Regions from separate parts of the Sus scrofa genome. Here regions 1, 2 and 3 are each linked to region 4. Evidence: chromatin contacts called from public Hi-C and HiChIP or PLAC-seq data. All regions are on one chromosome and are shown on one strand. Each heading gives the region's core, a stretch centred on a gene start, on an enhancer-like site or on the middle of the called end of the contact. The rest is flanking DNA. Distances are from core to core; before and after follow the strand shown.

Region 1 (3,651 bases), core at 214-2,713, 250 kb after region 4:
ACACGTCTTCCTTTCTTCCTGGCACTCCTAGAACCTGAAATAATTCCATTGTCTCTTGTCTGCCTCTACCTCCACTTCCACCCCTGAGTGGAAACTCTACTTTCTCATCACCCCACAGCTTGGAATTGGGCCTGCATCTGTTGCCACAGTGGCTGAGGAGATGTCCGCGCCTGGAAGATAAGAGCTGGAAAGTCCGATGTTTAGAGGCTCAGCCAGCAGTGAGGACGAGCCTGCCACCACCCACTGATCAGCACCATAGCGAGGACGAGGAAGAGTGAATGCATGGATGTCCAGGCACATCAGCACTGGAGTCAGGTCCACAGGACTCCGAGGCAGGTGGCCAGAGGCATCAGGAAGGGCTCCCCAAGCTCCAGGCTGTGGTCCGGAGGGGAATAGGAAACCGCCCAAGTCAGCGCCTCGGCAGAGAGAGGCAGAGGCGGACTCCCTCACCGTGGCCAGTTCCCACCTGGCTGAGGGAGGAAAGTCTGCCACTTGCCCCTTCTCCAGTGCGTTGCGAGATCGAAGACGAAGGTGTGTTTTGGGCGGAGGGGGGCATTTAGCCAGGGCAGACTCCTTTGCCCTCGCCTACCCCCACCCTCAGCGCCGCCCCGTTTCGCTGGAAAAGGTGAACTTCCAAGTTCCTAATTTCTCCAGGGACCGGCAATCTAAGGCTCGCCTCCCACCCACTCTTCCATCCACCCCTCCCTGCCCCCACCTGTCCTGGGTTAACCCTGGCTCCGTCCTTCCCAAGGCCCCCAATCCCGTCCTCTCCTCGGCTCTGCTGCACAGACACCCCCACTCCCGCCGGAGGCTACCTGCGCCCCTCCGCGCCAGCTGGCAGTCACTACGGGGTTAAGGCCGGGGGCGGAGCTGCGCCTAGGAGCACGCTGGGAGCCGTCGTCGCTGCTCCAGCGCCCGCTGGGAAGTGTAGTTCCTCAGGCAGGTGGCAGAGACTGTTCAGGATGGGGTCCCCAAACTGGGGAGCCTAGGAGGTGGGAAAAGCTTTGGGGTAGTCACCTGGCCGGGAGGTGGCAGAAGAACCTGGCTTCCCGCTGCCCAGCGACGGCAGGGTCCGGGGTCAGGCGTGAGGGCCCGAGCTGCTGCTGTTTCTGTGGCTGAGGGAAGCCACCCGGCTAGTCCCGGACAAGCTCAGCGCTCCGGGCAGGGAACAGTAGCAACTGAACCGAAGCAGAGGCGTCTGCAGCTGTGCGCAGGGTGGGAACAGGTGCTCGGAAAAAAAAATGCAGTTCTAGGGACCGATGGTGGGCCTAAGTATCAGCTCAGACACAACAAAAACAAAAACATCATCACCACCTGTGGGGTGGGAAATGCAGCGAAGCAGCAAAAAGTAGGGGCCCTGAGAAGCAGAACCCACTTCCGATGTGGGGGAGGGGCTCTCTGCGATGACATTTAGGCTGAAACCTCAGAAGCAAGCCATCTGAGCAAGGCAAAGAAAGGGGACACTCAGTACCGCGAGTGGAAGGAACTGCCAGTAAAGAGGCCTAGAGGCCAAAAAGCGATTGGTCTACTACAGCAGGCCCCTGCTGTTGAAGTCAGTGCTGGGAGGTGAGGACAGACACAAGCAAGGTCAGATCAGGTCTGGCCTCTGGAAGTATCTGTAAGGAGTTTGCATTTCATCCTACATGTAGTGGGTGCTGGTGCCTTACCCACAGCCTGGATTTGCTCCCTTCATACTCCTACTTCCTCTCCTTCATCTGTTTTTCCATTTATTTTGACAAGTATATTAAAGTAAATTGACAAATTATGACATTTCACCCCTAAAATTTAGGCATACATCTCTAGAAAGCGATATCCTACAAAGCCACAGTACTGTTATCAAACCTAACAGTTAACAATAACTTCTTAATATCATCTAATATGTAGCCCACCTTTGGATTTTCCTAATTGTCCACAAAATGTCTTTATAGCTAGTTTCAAGTTCAAGGCAGAGTCCAAACAAGGATTATATTTCTCTTTAGTCATTTTTAATCTATTTAGACTCACCCTACCCACTTCACCTCCCTTTTTCTGGTCTTCATGATACTGACCTTTGTGAAGAATCAAAGCCAGTTGTCTCTGAGATGCCCCATCACATTCTGGATTCATCTGATGTTTCATTGGGTGTCATTAATTTGTTCCTCTATCTGTGGTTTTCCCTGCACACCAGGAAATTAGATCTAAAGGCTCGAAGATAACATATATCTCCTAGGTGCTGCCGTGTTCTCCAAATTGCATCAGATAAGGAGGCACACAACATCTGGTTGTCTCACTTTAGTGAGGCTGAAGTTGATCACTGATGAGGCTGTGACAGCCAGACTTCTGCATTGTAAAGGTATGTTTCACACCTTATAACCACTAAGTAATCTATGGGTTGATTTCATTTCTTTGTTGTTGTTGGTCTTTTTTTGTTTAAATTAACGTAAAATTTACCTATAGTAAAATTCATCTTTTTTAGTGTGTGAGTTTTGACAAATTCGTATACTCACATATGAATTTGCCCATGCACTCCTTTATTTATTTATTTTGGGGGTCACACCAGTGGCATTTGGAAGTTCCCAGGCTAGGGGTCCAATCAGAGCTATAGCTGCCAGCCTACACCACAGCTCATGGCAGTGTCAGATTCTTAACCCACTGAGTGAGGCCAGGGATCGAACCCGTGTCCTCATGAATACTAGTCAGATACTTAACATGCTGAGCCATGAAGGGAACTCCCATGTACTTTTTTAGTTAATACTTCCATGGTACTCACTGGGCAACCACTGATCTGTTTTTCTGTTACTGTGGTTTTGCCAGTATCACACACAGGTATGCCTCATTTTACTATGCTTCATAGATATTCCTTTTTAAAAAAAAAAATTGAAAGTTTGTGGTAATCCTGCATTATCAGATGATGGTTAGTACTTTTTAGCAAGAAAGGATTTTTAAAAATTTTATTTAAGTATAGTTGATTTTTAGTGTTGTGTTTCTGCTGTATGGCAAAGTGATTTAGTTATACATTTATATATGTGTGTGTGTGTATATATACATTTCTCACATTTGGACACAATGCTATTGAACACTTAATAGACTATAGTATAGTGTAAACAAAACTTGTCTATGTGCTGGGAAACCAAAAAGGTCATGTGACTTGCTTTATTGCCATGTTTGCTTTACTGCAGTGTTCTGGAACCAAACCTGCAGTATTTCTGGGGCGTGCCCATATATGGAAGCTTTAATATGTAGCCTTTTGAGTCTGCTTTCCTTCTCATGCCCTAATGCACTTGAGATCCATCCACCTTATGCTTAATAGTTCATTCCTTTTTATTGCTGAGTAGCAGTCCACTGTATAGACATATCAGAGTGTTTATCCAGATGAGGGACACTGGGTGGTTTACATGAGGCAATTCTTTAGCACCTCGTAAATACCCAGTTTCATCACATCAACCTTGCACCTTTATCATCATTAGTGACCTTGCCTCAATTCTGCATTTAATTGGCAGTTACAAAATGGTGATGTTCTATCATTCTTTCTACATTAGCTGGAATTCTTTTGTGAAGAAGAGCCTTACTTCATTGATTAGGGTTATTTGGTTATTCTGAAATACTAAAAAGACAGGATACATTCTGAAATCTTTCTCTTTAATTATCAAGTTTTAGACTAAGAATTTGGCG
Region 2 (3,633 bases), core at 676-3,175, 150 kb after region 4:
TTCGCCTCCTGGACTTTCTCCCTCTACACTCTCCCTTAGTGATTCCATCAACCAAGCTACCACCCAAATTCTAGTCCTCTGAGATGACTCACTTCCCTCCCCAAATCAGTATTTCTACCCACCTGCCCTTTCTCCTTAGTGGCAAGCCTCCCTCCCCATTAGACCCCCATCCTATGGACTCTGAGTGAAGTAAGTGTCCTTAGAGCCTGTCTTTCTACAGGCACCTGAGGCTCTATTTCACAGGGAGGAAGGGACTTGTCTAAAGGTATTCTACCAAGTCATTAGTGGTGATCAATCTAGAACCCAGATTACTGAACCATTAGCCTCAAGGTCTTCTACCTTTTCACGCACCAGGTCACTGCCACTGACTCTTCCTTTCCCTCCATTACCCACACTGAATCGGTCACCCAGTAGTCTTCAGTCTTTCTCAACCACATCTCTCTGGTTTTATTTTTACTAAAAAAATTTCTTTTCGGCTACAGCCATGCATGTGGAAGTTCCTGGGCCAGGGACTGACTCCTATACTGCGGCCGCAGCAATGCTGGATCCTTTAACCCACTGTACTTACAGGGGATTGAACCAGTGTCTCCACAGCACCCAAGCCACTGCAGTTCTCCATTTGTATTCTTGCTTACCCATAGCCACAGCCCTGGTCAAGTCCTCGTTACATCTCACCTGAATTGTTGGGATAGCCTAACTGGCAGCAGACTCCCATTCTGCTCACAGGACTTTAAGGCCCTTCACTTTCTGCACATTCTACATCATTCACATGAATTACCTGGATCCATCAATCAATAAGTCTTTCTTCCTCACCCACTGTGTACCCTGGCCCCAGGCTTGGTGATATGTGGGGTAGCCTCTGTCCCTGCTACCCCTGCCAAAACTCTTTTGGTGTAAAGTTATGACAAAAACACTACAAATGATTCACAGAGGCATGTGAGGCAGAGTTTTGATGTGAGGACTGCTGATAGGGAAGGGTTTCTGGATTGGGGGCTTGGAGAGAGATGAAACCTCTTGGCTCTCTCCACCCACCCCTCCCACCAGAATATGTAACTCTGTAATCTCCAAACCCATTATTACAACAGCCTTTCTGCTTCACTTTCCTGCCTGCAGGCACGCTTCATTCAACCTACCCTCAGAATCCATCCAGCTGCTGGGATGTTGAGCATCTTAAACCATAGTTTTGGGCCCGTGATTTTGTGACCAGTCATGTTGCTTGCACATTCTGCTGTGCAAGCCTGAGAATTTTAACAAGGTAGTATAGTGTTCTGTTCTCTGACTCCATCTTTCCAAACCTGATTTTCATGACTACAGCCACACTTTTAGTGTTTCTTAATATTTTGCATTCACCTCTATGTGTCCTTTGCTGAAAATGACTTGCCCCTCCACTTCCGCCTGATGAAATCTTTAAGACCCAACTTGCGTGCCACCTCCTCCAGGAAGACTTTACCACTTTTCCTCAGAAAGAAGCTCCTTGCTCCGAGATTCTGTGGATGTCTATTTATATATACATTTCTGCATTGCCTTAGTTCTTTCTGTAGCATCTCCTCAGGTAGATAGATCTGGAGTCCTTGGATAGTGCAGAGTGAGCATCTCATTCAGTCTCTGTAATCGCACCCAAGCAGCAGGTGCGGTATGACTCTGTCTGCCTCACCCCAGAAAGTGCTCAGGCAAGTGCCTGTTGCCCGGAACATACGACTTTCCAATTACACCGTTCATTTTTAGGCAGTCGCCTAACAGAAAATGGGCCGTCCACGGTTAGGTTACACAGCCAGGGGAGTCGGGACATTGCAGCCAGTCGCTAGGGTATCCCTACCCGCCTCCCTCTGCTCAGTTCCAAATGGGGTGTGTGTGTGAAGGAAGTAGGGGCTGGGTAGCCCGGCTAGCTCCTCCTCCGTGTCCACCCAGAGGATCTCCGAGTCACAGTAGGTCTCCTTCCAGTCCAAAGGCCTCAAGAAATTCGAAGCGGCGGTACCTTCGATATAGGGTCCTCTGTCACAGATGCGGCTCACACTCACGGATACTTTAATCTATTTATTTGGATTTTTTTTTGGAGGGAGGGGGCGTTCAATGAAGGGGAAGAGGTGGAGCAAGGCGGGGAGGCGGGCCCAGGATGACTGACGAGAGCAGCGGGGAGCCAATGGCCCGTGGGGGGCGTTCCCCCCCATTCAGGACTCCTCGCCTGGCTCGGAAGGTATGTTAAACAGCTGCTTTTAATTTGGTCTCCCCAATCTTGGGCGTTTTGGGGGGCTAGTTCACCAGCCGGTCGCTTCGGCCAGTGCGCCCTGGTACCGGCGCAACGGGTCCTGGGACGGAGCTAGGGGAGCTTGGAGTCCGGCGGCCGAGGGAGGCGAGGGGCAGGCCAGGAAGGAGAGCTCTTGGCGCCGCCCGCTCGCCAGTGTGTTTCCAAGCCCGGCCGGATCCGTGGGGAGGGGGTCGGCCCGGCCTGGGGTCGCCAGTGTGCCGGCCGTGCTGCCTAGTTTATTTCACCGAGCGGCCGGTTTCGGTAGGTTTCGGCGGCGAACTGGGTAAGGTGCCAGCAGGAGGAGATCCTCCTCGCTCCTGGAATGCCTTAAAAAATTATTGTAAAGAAGAAAAAAGGGGAGATTCCGTACACCGACTGGAACCAGGCCTGGGCTGCGGCGCGCGGGCTCGGCAGGGGGCGGCGGCCTGAGCCCGGCTGGCCGGGCCCACTGAGTCCGCGGCGCCCGGAGTTGGTCGAGAGCTGGAGTTAGCAAGGGAGCCGGGGCCCGTGGCTTTCCCCGCTAACGACGCTGGGCGAAGGCGGCAGCCGCCCGAGGGTTTTGTTTCTGTCTGCAAACTTGTCCGAGGGGGCGGTGGGCGCGCTCAGGAGAGGCGCGGGTGCCTAGGGCCCGCGGTTGTTATGGACTCTGGGGGCGGGGGCAACGCCGGACTTGCGGGAGGGGCAGCCGGGGGAAGCCACCGGAAAGAGCCCCCGCACCTCGGCACTAGCCCCATGCGCCGGTCTGGGTTCTCCGAACTCCCGGGCCGTGGCAGTAGAGCCAGCATTCGGCGCCGGAACACGGCCCGGGGGTGTGGAAAACCTCCAGGAACTCGGCGGCTTCGACTCACGGCCCCAGCTGATCCCCTTGCAAACATGGAGCTGCCTCCTTCCCCGCCCACCCCAAGGCGGCGGCAGCTCCCTTCCCATCCCCCGGTCGTGCTCCTCGCTTGCGGATGGGGTGGAGGCGGGGACGCAGGCGTGTGAGCGCGCCCACGAGGGGGTGGCCTGAAAGGGGCAGTGAAGGTCGGAAACTGGGAAAACAGTCTCCACGCTCAGAATCGGGAAAAGGAAATGCATCAGCGTGCGGGGAGGGGCGCGGGGGGCGCGCCTGTCAGCCGGGATGGCGGCCGCGGGTTGGGAGGCGGGGCGCCGGCGCGAAACGCCGAAGTCGGGCGGGGCGACGCCGCGAGAGGGGGCGCAGGGGCCCGGGCCCACGGAACGCTAGGCTGCCCCTGCCTCCACTCCTTGGCCTACCCTGTTTACTATCTACTCCCGCGACGGCTTGTGCAACCGGCTGGGAGCGGAGCTGAGGGGCGGGGCCTTTCTCTCTCTCTCTTCCACCCATCTCGGGCTCCTCAAGAGGGCCCGCCTTCTCTTGTCTTCCACTG
Region 3 (3,653 bases), core at 549-3,048, 220 kb after region 4:
TTTGAGATTGATCATTTTGTGAATTTGATTCCTGACGAATTCTTTGCTGCCTGCCCTTTACTCTCTCCTCTGGTTCTCAACCTCAAGTTCAAATCAGTCCTTTTTAGGTCCCGTGGAACTGTTTTGTACCTGCTTCTTTACTAGTCTACCCTAGTGCCATCCACCAGCTTTATTCTCTCTCTCTCTCTCTCTCACAAACACACAGACACACAATTTTAACTTTTTTTTTCTTTTTTGTAAATAATGTACATACTGTCAATTTTTTATTAAAAAGAAATATGCTTTGATGTGCTAGCATATCTGCTCTAGCTTCTTGTGTACCATAGTTCTATGTGGCTTCAGATTTAGTACCTATGAACAGATGTACAAGACATTTATTACACTTTTTACCAAAGGGAGTTACCGTTGTAGTACTTTTGTGTAAAACTTGTCTTCTTCCTTGCCCCCAATTTTTTTTTTTTTTTTTTTTTTTTTTTTTTTGTAAATAAATAAAGCTTGGTTCGTACTTAAGGAATAAACTCCCTTGTCCTCACCAGAAAACTATTGTGAAGCAGGGATCTGGGCTTCAGTTCCTTATCTACGATACAAATAGGATTTTGCTTTAAATATCAGTCAGTTGGCATTTGTCCCAAATAAAAATATCTCGGATTTTTAAAATGAATTATTCAGGAGTTCCCTTTGATGGCGCAGCGGGTAAAGAACCTCACACTGTCCATGAGGATATGGGTTCAATCCTGGGCCTGGCTTAGTGGGTTAAGGATCCCACATTGCCGTGGCTGTGTATAGGTCAGCAACTGCAGCTCCAATTCGACCCCTGATCCAGGAACTTCCATGTGCCACAGCGTGACCATAAAAAGAAAATAGAATTATTCATTTATTTTAGTACAGAATTATTCTTTTAGTACACACTGTTCCCCCTATTTCAACTGTTTGGAAATATTTTATACCTAGGCAAGTCGTTCAGCTATGTAGTTTGCACTTCTATTTTTTTTATTCCTATTGGAAATGGGGGTGAACAACTTAAATACCAAACCAGTATTTGAAAGAAGTGTGTGATTATAAATGGAGTTGAGGGAAATTTGATACATTTCATTAGCAGCTGCAAATGGAATATACATAATTTTTTTAATTACATAAATTTTCACTGGCAGATATTTAAATATGAGTGATTAGGATTTTTATATGTGGTCAGCCTGGACTTTGTGAACAAAGACCAGCTGAGCCTCTCCCAGTACTCTGATGGATTTTTCTCCAGCAACCATTATCACCCTAGTCATGTCAGTAAAGTAACTGACAGTGTTTTATGTGGTTTTGTTTAATTGAAAATCCCCAACATCACCATCATTAAACCACATATTTTGGCTCTGGACTTTTATAACACAGAGTAGACTTCCGATTTTAGATTTTTTTGTTGTGGAGCGTGGGCAGTGGAGGGGCAGGACAATTACAGGAGTCTCTGAGCCCAAAAGTATAGGGTGGCAAAACAGCTTTGGGGGAGGAGATTCTCTGGTGAAGCTGGGGCAGTGATTGTGGGGAAGGATCTTCAGGTTTCCTCAGCAATAACTTATCTGTCCCCCTTTGGTCGCTTAAGAAAGATCATGATGACTTAGAACTGAAATTGATGAGACCTGACCAGGGCAGCCCCAGCTGTTGCTGTCTCTGCATAGGGTTATGCCCAGAGCAGCTGCTTGCAGGTTAGGATAGGGTTTCGGGGCCAGTTGAGAAAACCCCAACTTATCAGTGCACAAAGAAAGCAGTACTTTTTTGTTCTTTTTTTTTTCTTTGCTTTTTAGGGCCTCATGTACGGCCTGTGGAAGTTCCTGGGCTAGGGGTAATATTGGAGTTAAAGCTGCCGGCCTACAACACAGCCACAGCAACACAGGATCCAAGCTGCACCTGCCACCTACACCACAGCTCACTGCAACGCCGGATCCTTAACCCACTGAGCAAGGCTAGGGATCAAACCCGCATTCTCATGGATACTAGTTGGATTTGCTTCCACTGTGCTGCAGTGGGTACTCCCACAAGCAGTTTTTTAAAACCTACTGCCTTCTGACATCTGAGCCCCAAGCTCAACTCAGCCTACCTTACAGCAGCAAGTTGATATTTTTATTTATTTATTTTGCTTTTTAGGGCCGTACCCACAGCACATGGAAGTTCCCAGTCTAGGGGTACAATTGGAGCTACAGCTGCCTGCCTACACCACAACTACAGCAACACTGGATTGGAGCCATGTCTGCAACCTACACCACAGCCCACAGCAATGCCAGATCCTTAACCCACTGAGTGAGGCCAGGGATCGAACCCGCAACTCCATGGTTCCTAGTTGGGTTCGTTTCCCCTGTGAGCCACATCAGGAACTCCAGGGTTATATCCATATTTTAAATCACGTTTGGTATTCTGTACTTAGTTACCTTTCCCTACTATTCGCATTTGAAATACTGTAAACCTGACTTGGTCAGTGTTTCCATTAAAACATTAGGGCTCATGTTGTGTATATTCTTTTTTTCCTAATGGTTTTACAGACAAGGACTCTAGTAGTCCTAGGAGGGGGAAAAACGCTGCCATTAGATAACCAGAGTTAACACGAGGATGAAATTGGTGTTTCTGGAATTATGGCTTCTCTAAACAAGTCAGTCCCATGAAGGGAAATGTATCACTCTCTTAGAATCATGATTGTTACGTCTGTGATCTGCCATCTCAAAATTTCAGTTTCTGGTGATGGGCAGCAGTTACCCTTACACATGAAATAAAACATGTAGTAGAGGAAGCTGAGGTTACTGGGGTGCAGAGCCCTCCCTCATTAAACACCTGCCCGCTGGTTGGCTTGAATGCACCAGGCTCTTTCCACGTTAAGCGAACGCAGGTTTTCCTGGGTAGCCAGAGGTCTGGACTGGGACCAGAGGGCAAGGGTGGTGCCCGCTTGTAGCTTTTGAGACTGGGTGACCTCCTGGCCATCGTGCCTGTCTCTGTCCCTGGCCTTTCGCAGAATCAGCGTCAAACTTCTCACTTTATTTAGGGAGGGATTTGCCCGGCAGCCACCAGCTAGGAGGAGAAGGGAGAGCCTCGGAAGCACAGCTTTTAGCGTTCAGCTCCTGCTCAAAATTAAAAGCAGCGGGGCTTCAGAGAGCCTCCGGTGTTCCAAGAAAAGCTGCCCGGGGCCTGGAAGGCGCCCTTTGGAAGTCGGAACCTTTGGTTCCAGGCCAGGGACGGCGCGGACAGCACCTGGGGCTTTCCGGGAAGAGGGGTAAGCGCGCGACCATGGCGGCGGCACCGGCCGTGAAGCACTGGCGCACTACGCTGGAACGGGTGGAGAAATTCGTGTCGCCGGTTTACTTTACCGACTGTAACCTCCGGGGCAGGTATGGCCCCCTTGCCCATGGCGCCAGCCTCCCACATCCGCGCTCCACGCATCTTAGCCTTCGCGGGGCGCGGGGGCGGGGGGAGGCCCTCAAGCTTCAGCCGCCACCCGGGCGGAGAGGCAAAGTGGACAAGTACCCGCTGGTGTCAGGGCTGGGTCAGGTGAGGAGGGTGTGATGTGGGGCAGCCCTCTTGGCAGTAAATGGAAGCGCGTCCCTACCCGCTAGCTGGCCCGTGGGCGCGCGCTCACCGGCCCCTCCCGCCCAGGCTCTTCGGAGACAGCTGTCCAGTAG
Region 4 (3,253 bases), core at 466-2,965:
GGTTTTCAGGGATGCATTTACAATAATAAAACTGTTTTTCTTTTTCTTTTTCTTTCTTTCTTTCTTTATTTATTTATTTACTTTTTTGTCTTTTTGCTATTTCTTTGGGCCGCTCCGGAGGCATATGGAGGTTCCCAGGCTAGGGGTCGAATCGGAGCTGTAGCCACTGTCCTACACCAGAGCCACAGCAACATGCGGGATCTGAGCCGGGTCGCTCGCAGCAAAGCCGGATCGTTAACCCACTGAGCAAGGGCAGGGACCGAACCCGCAACCTCATGGTTCCTAGTCGGATTCGTTAACCACTGCGCTACGACGGGAACTCCCCTATTTTTCTTTTTAAATGAAGGGTAAAAATAAACACTAAATTGAGGAGAGTAGCTACCTTTACCTCTGGCCGGGAGAGTGGCTGGAATAGGTAGATGAGGTGGTCCTAGTGACCCTTATACTGGCTGTGGGTCCCTAAGTACTCATTATACTTTGTATCTTACATATGTTACATACAGTATTTTCCATATGTCAAATACTTTATTTAAAAAAATAAAAAGCATAAAAAACCCACAATGATCAGCGAAGAAGCTAGGTGGCGTCAAAGTCTTGAGCAAATAAAGAGGTTAGTCCTGTAGCACTACACTAAGATTTTTTAAATTTTATTTTAACGCTATACTGAGATAAAACAGATATTGCCAGCCGAAAATGTGCTAAACTTGTTAACTAAATACTTGGGACCAGAAATCCACCCTGACAAGCTATTTCGCTTGAGCCGAGATTAAAGGGTCAGGACTTGTACTTACTATCCAAGCTTTTCAAACTTACTGGGTTTTATGAATCACCTGTCATTCTTGTTAACAATACAGATTTTGGGAGTTTCCGTAGTGGTGCCTTGGTTAAGGAATCCAACTAGGAACCATGAGGTTGCAGTTCGATCCCTGGCCTTGCTCAGTGGGTTAAGGATCCGGAGACGCGGCCTCAGATCCTGCGTTGCTGTGGCTTTGACCTAGGCCGGTGGCTACAGCTCTGATTAGACCCCTAGCCTGGGAACCTCCATATGCCGCGGGAGCAGCTCTAGAAAAGGCAAAAAGACAAAAAAATAATAAAAATACAGATTTCTAGGTGACTCCTGTGTCGATCCGATTCAGTCCATGTAGGAAGCAACCTGGGAATCAGTATTTCATAGGTTAGGTGGATTCCAGCCCCACTTGGCAGAAAGAAACTGCTCCGCCCACTTGGTGATTAACCTGGGGTTCGTGGGCGGTGGAGATACCGGGTCAGCCCTGGCCTGCTCCAGGAAGCACCCCCCACCAAGGTGGGAGGACCCCGCCACACACACAACGATCAATTAGCACAGTAGATCAAACTAGAGCGGCAGTCTTCCGTCTTTCCCGGAACTGGTCTCTTTTGCTCTTGTGGGAGAGACTTTGAGATCCCTTGAATGGCAAAAGTCTTAAAGAGAGGAAACTATTACAGCACCAGGTGGTAAATCATTTGCAACTTAAAACCGCTCAGCCTTGCCTCGGGACCGCCCCCTGCCTCCGTCAGCAGTTCTGCCCGGCTTCTCTTGGAGAACGCGGAGAAAAACGCGAGATACGGACTCAGGGCCGTGACTCCACTTTGACCAATGGAAATAGGGGGCGTGGCACCGAGCCTTTCTTTCATTGGCTCAGAGTTCCCAGGGTGGCCCGGGCTTGGCATGCGGGGGCGGAAGTCGCTCGGGTTCCGGAACACGCTCTGAGCCTCTGGTCCAGCGGTATCGGAGCCGCCATCATGGTGCGGAAGCTTAAGTTCCACGAGCAAAAGCTGCTGAAGCAGGTGGACTTCCTAAACTGGGAGGTCACCGACCATAACCTGCATGAGCTTCGCGTGTTGCGGCGTTATCGGCTGCAGCGGCGGGAGGACTACACGCGCTACAACCAACTGAGCCGTGCTGTACGCGAACTGGCGCGGCGCCTGCGGGACTTGCCGGAGCGGGACCCTTTTCGCGTGCGCGCTTCGGCAGCGCTGCTGGACAAGCTGTATGCTCTCGGCCTAGTGCCCACGCGCGGGTCGCTGGAACTATGCGATTTCGTCACTGCCTCGTCCTTTTGCCGCCGCCGCCTGCCCACGGTGCTCCTTAAGCTGCGCATGGCTCAACACCTCCAGGCCGCCGTGACTTTCGTAGAGCAGGGCCACGTGCGCGTGGGCCCCGACGTGGTCACGGATCCCGCCTTCCTTGTCACGCGCAGCATGGAGGACTTTGTTACCTGGGTTGACTCGTCCAAGATCAAGCGGCACGTGCTGGAGTACAATGAGGAGCGTGACGACTTCGATCTGGAAGCCTAGCGGGTCCTCCCTCCCTAGGACGGCATTTTATAGATGCAGAAGCCCAGACCTGATGCCTGAGATTCTGTGAGGACGCTCTCCCAGAAGTGTGTCAGCTAGTCGTCGGTTATTAAGAACTTGGCTCCTCAGCTACAAGCCACGCGCGGAGCCAAAGGGTACGCCCGTTTTCCACGAATTTTTCTTAGCCTTTGGACGATTTAGAATTAAATGACTGCCTTTAGAGACCATGAGAAGCGGTTTTGTGCTTCACTGGGGAGTTGTTAGATTTTGGTACCTGAAACATCGTAGTGTGAAAGAAAGGACTTTGCGGGGGGGGGCACCCCTACATTTCCCTTTCATCTTCTTGTAGGACAGTTTGGTTTAACTTATTTAACTCGAATTCTTACTCCTCTTCTTGATTAAGCTGTGTACAGATGTTGGAGAGTTTGGTCTCAAGTTTTCATAAAATGGGTGATATTTTAGTGTTCTGAGTCTTTTTTTCTTGTTTAAAGGAATGCTCTCCTAATGCCAATAAATGGCTTAACTACCGTTAAAGTGTACATTTTTTCTTGTTTTCTCACATAGGGTCACATCTATAGGTCTCCTTGGTTCAGGAACCCAGAGAAGAGGAATAGTGACAGCAGCGATCTGCCTATGGCTGAGGCCAGCAGTAGGGCCTGCGTGTGGAGGTTGCAGGATGTTGTACAAGGCTGGACAAATTTGTTAGTTTACCAATCCCTTCCTTGGAATGAGTGTTTTGGCAGAGGCCTTCCCCACAGGGCTTCCTGTTGACATTCCAAGTCCAGGAAATACCGCATTAGAGGGCTGAAGTGTTTGCTTGCCTAAGGAAATAATCACCCTGTAGCTTGGCCATCTAGTGGTTAGAAGTGGCCCAGGAGGTTCCTGGAAACTTAGATAGTCTTAGGAGTGGGGCCCTCCAGAGGTCCCAGGGCTGCCT

Evidence for each region. A called contact is a pair of places that touch in the nucleus more often than the background predicts. HiChIP or PLAC-seq counts read pairs in DNA pulled down with a chosen protein or histone mark.
Region 1: a Hi-C map of liver shows a contact between it and region 4, with 2.6 times the contacts expected there. The contact joins the promoter of NEIL1 here to the promoter of IMP3 in region 4. A contact is called at or near these places in 4 of 5 promoter capture datasets (fetal liver, fetal skeletal muscle and liver), 13 of 47 Hi-C or Micro-C datasets (blood, embryonic fibroblasts, fetal heart ventricle and 9 more) and 2 of 2 datasets of contacts at active chromatin or transcription factors (alveolar macrophages and skeletal muscle).
Region 2: a Hi-C map of liver shows a contact between it and region 4, with 4 times the contacts expected there. The contact joins the promoter of SIN3A here to the promoter of IMP3 in region 4. A contact is called at or near these places in 4 of 5 promoter capture datasets (fetal liver, liver and skeletal muscle), 20 of 47 Hi-C or Micro-C datasets (alveolar macrophages, blood, brain and 12 more) and 2 of 2 datasets of contacts at active chromatin or transcription factors (alveolar macrophages and skeletal muscle).
Region 3: a contact with region 4 is called in an H3K27ac HiChIP or PLAC-seq map of alveolar macrophages. The contact joins the promoter of MAN2C1 here to the promoter of IMP3 in region 4. A contact is called at or near these places in 4 of 5 promoter capture datasets (fetal liver, fetal skeletal muscle, liver and 1 more), 18 of 47 Hi-C or Micro-C datasets (alveolar macrophages, blood, embryonic fibroblasts and 12 more) and 2 of 2 datasets of contacts at active chromatin or transcription factors (alveolar macrophages and skeletal muscle).

The regions. Positions count from the first base shown.
Region 1 is chr7:58,267,538-58,271,188 of Sscrofa11.1, forward strand. It overlaps NEIL1 (endonuclease 8-like 1), which reads right to left and starts at 1,464. Exons shown (of 10, transcript XM_013978062.2): 1 at 1,018-1,464. It overlaps LOC102158857 (a long non-coding RNA gene), which reads left to right and starts at 920. Exons shown (of 4, transcript XR_304481.3): 1 at 920-1,566; 2 at 2,210-2,332.
Region 2 is chr7:58,169,896-58,173,528 of Sscrofa11.1, forward strand. It overlaps SIN3A (paired amphipathic helix protein Sin3a), which reads left to right and starts at 1,926. Exons shown (of 23, transcript XM_021099023.1): 1 at 1,926-2,194.
Region 3 is chr7:58,245,466-58,249,118 of Sscrofa11.1, forward strand. It overlaps MAN2C1 (alpha-mannosidase 2C1), which reads left to right and starts at 1,799. Exons shown (of 26, transcript XM_005666137.2): 1 at 1,799-3,362; 2 at 3,628-3,653. The coding sequence starts at 3,262. SIN3A (paired amphipathic helix protein Sin3a) reads left to right here. Exons shown (of 23, transcript XM_021099023.1): 23 at 1-661.
Region 4 is chr7:58,021,653-58,024,905 of Sscrofa11.1, forward strand. It overlaps IMP3 (IMP3, U3 small nucleolar ribonucleoprotein), which reads left to right and starts at 1,716. Exons shown (of 1, transcript NM_001243292.1): 1 at 1,716-2,844. The coding sequence starts at 1,762. The coding sequence ends at 2,316.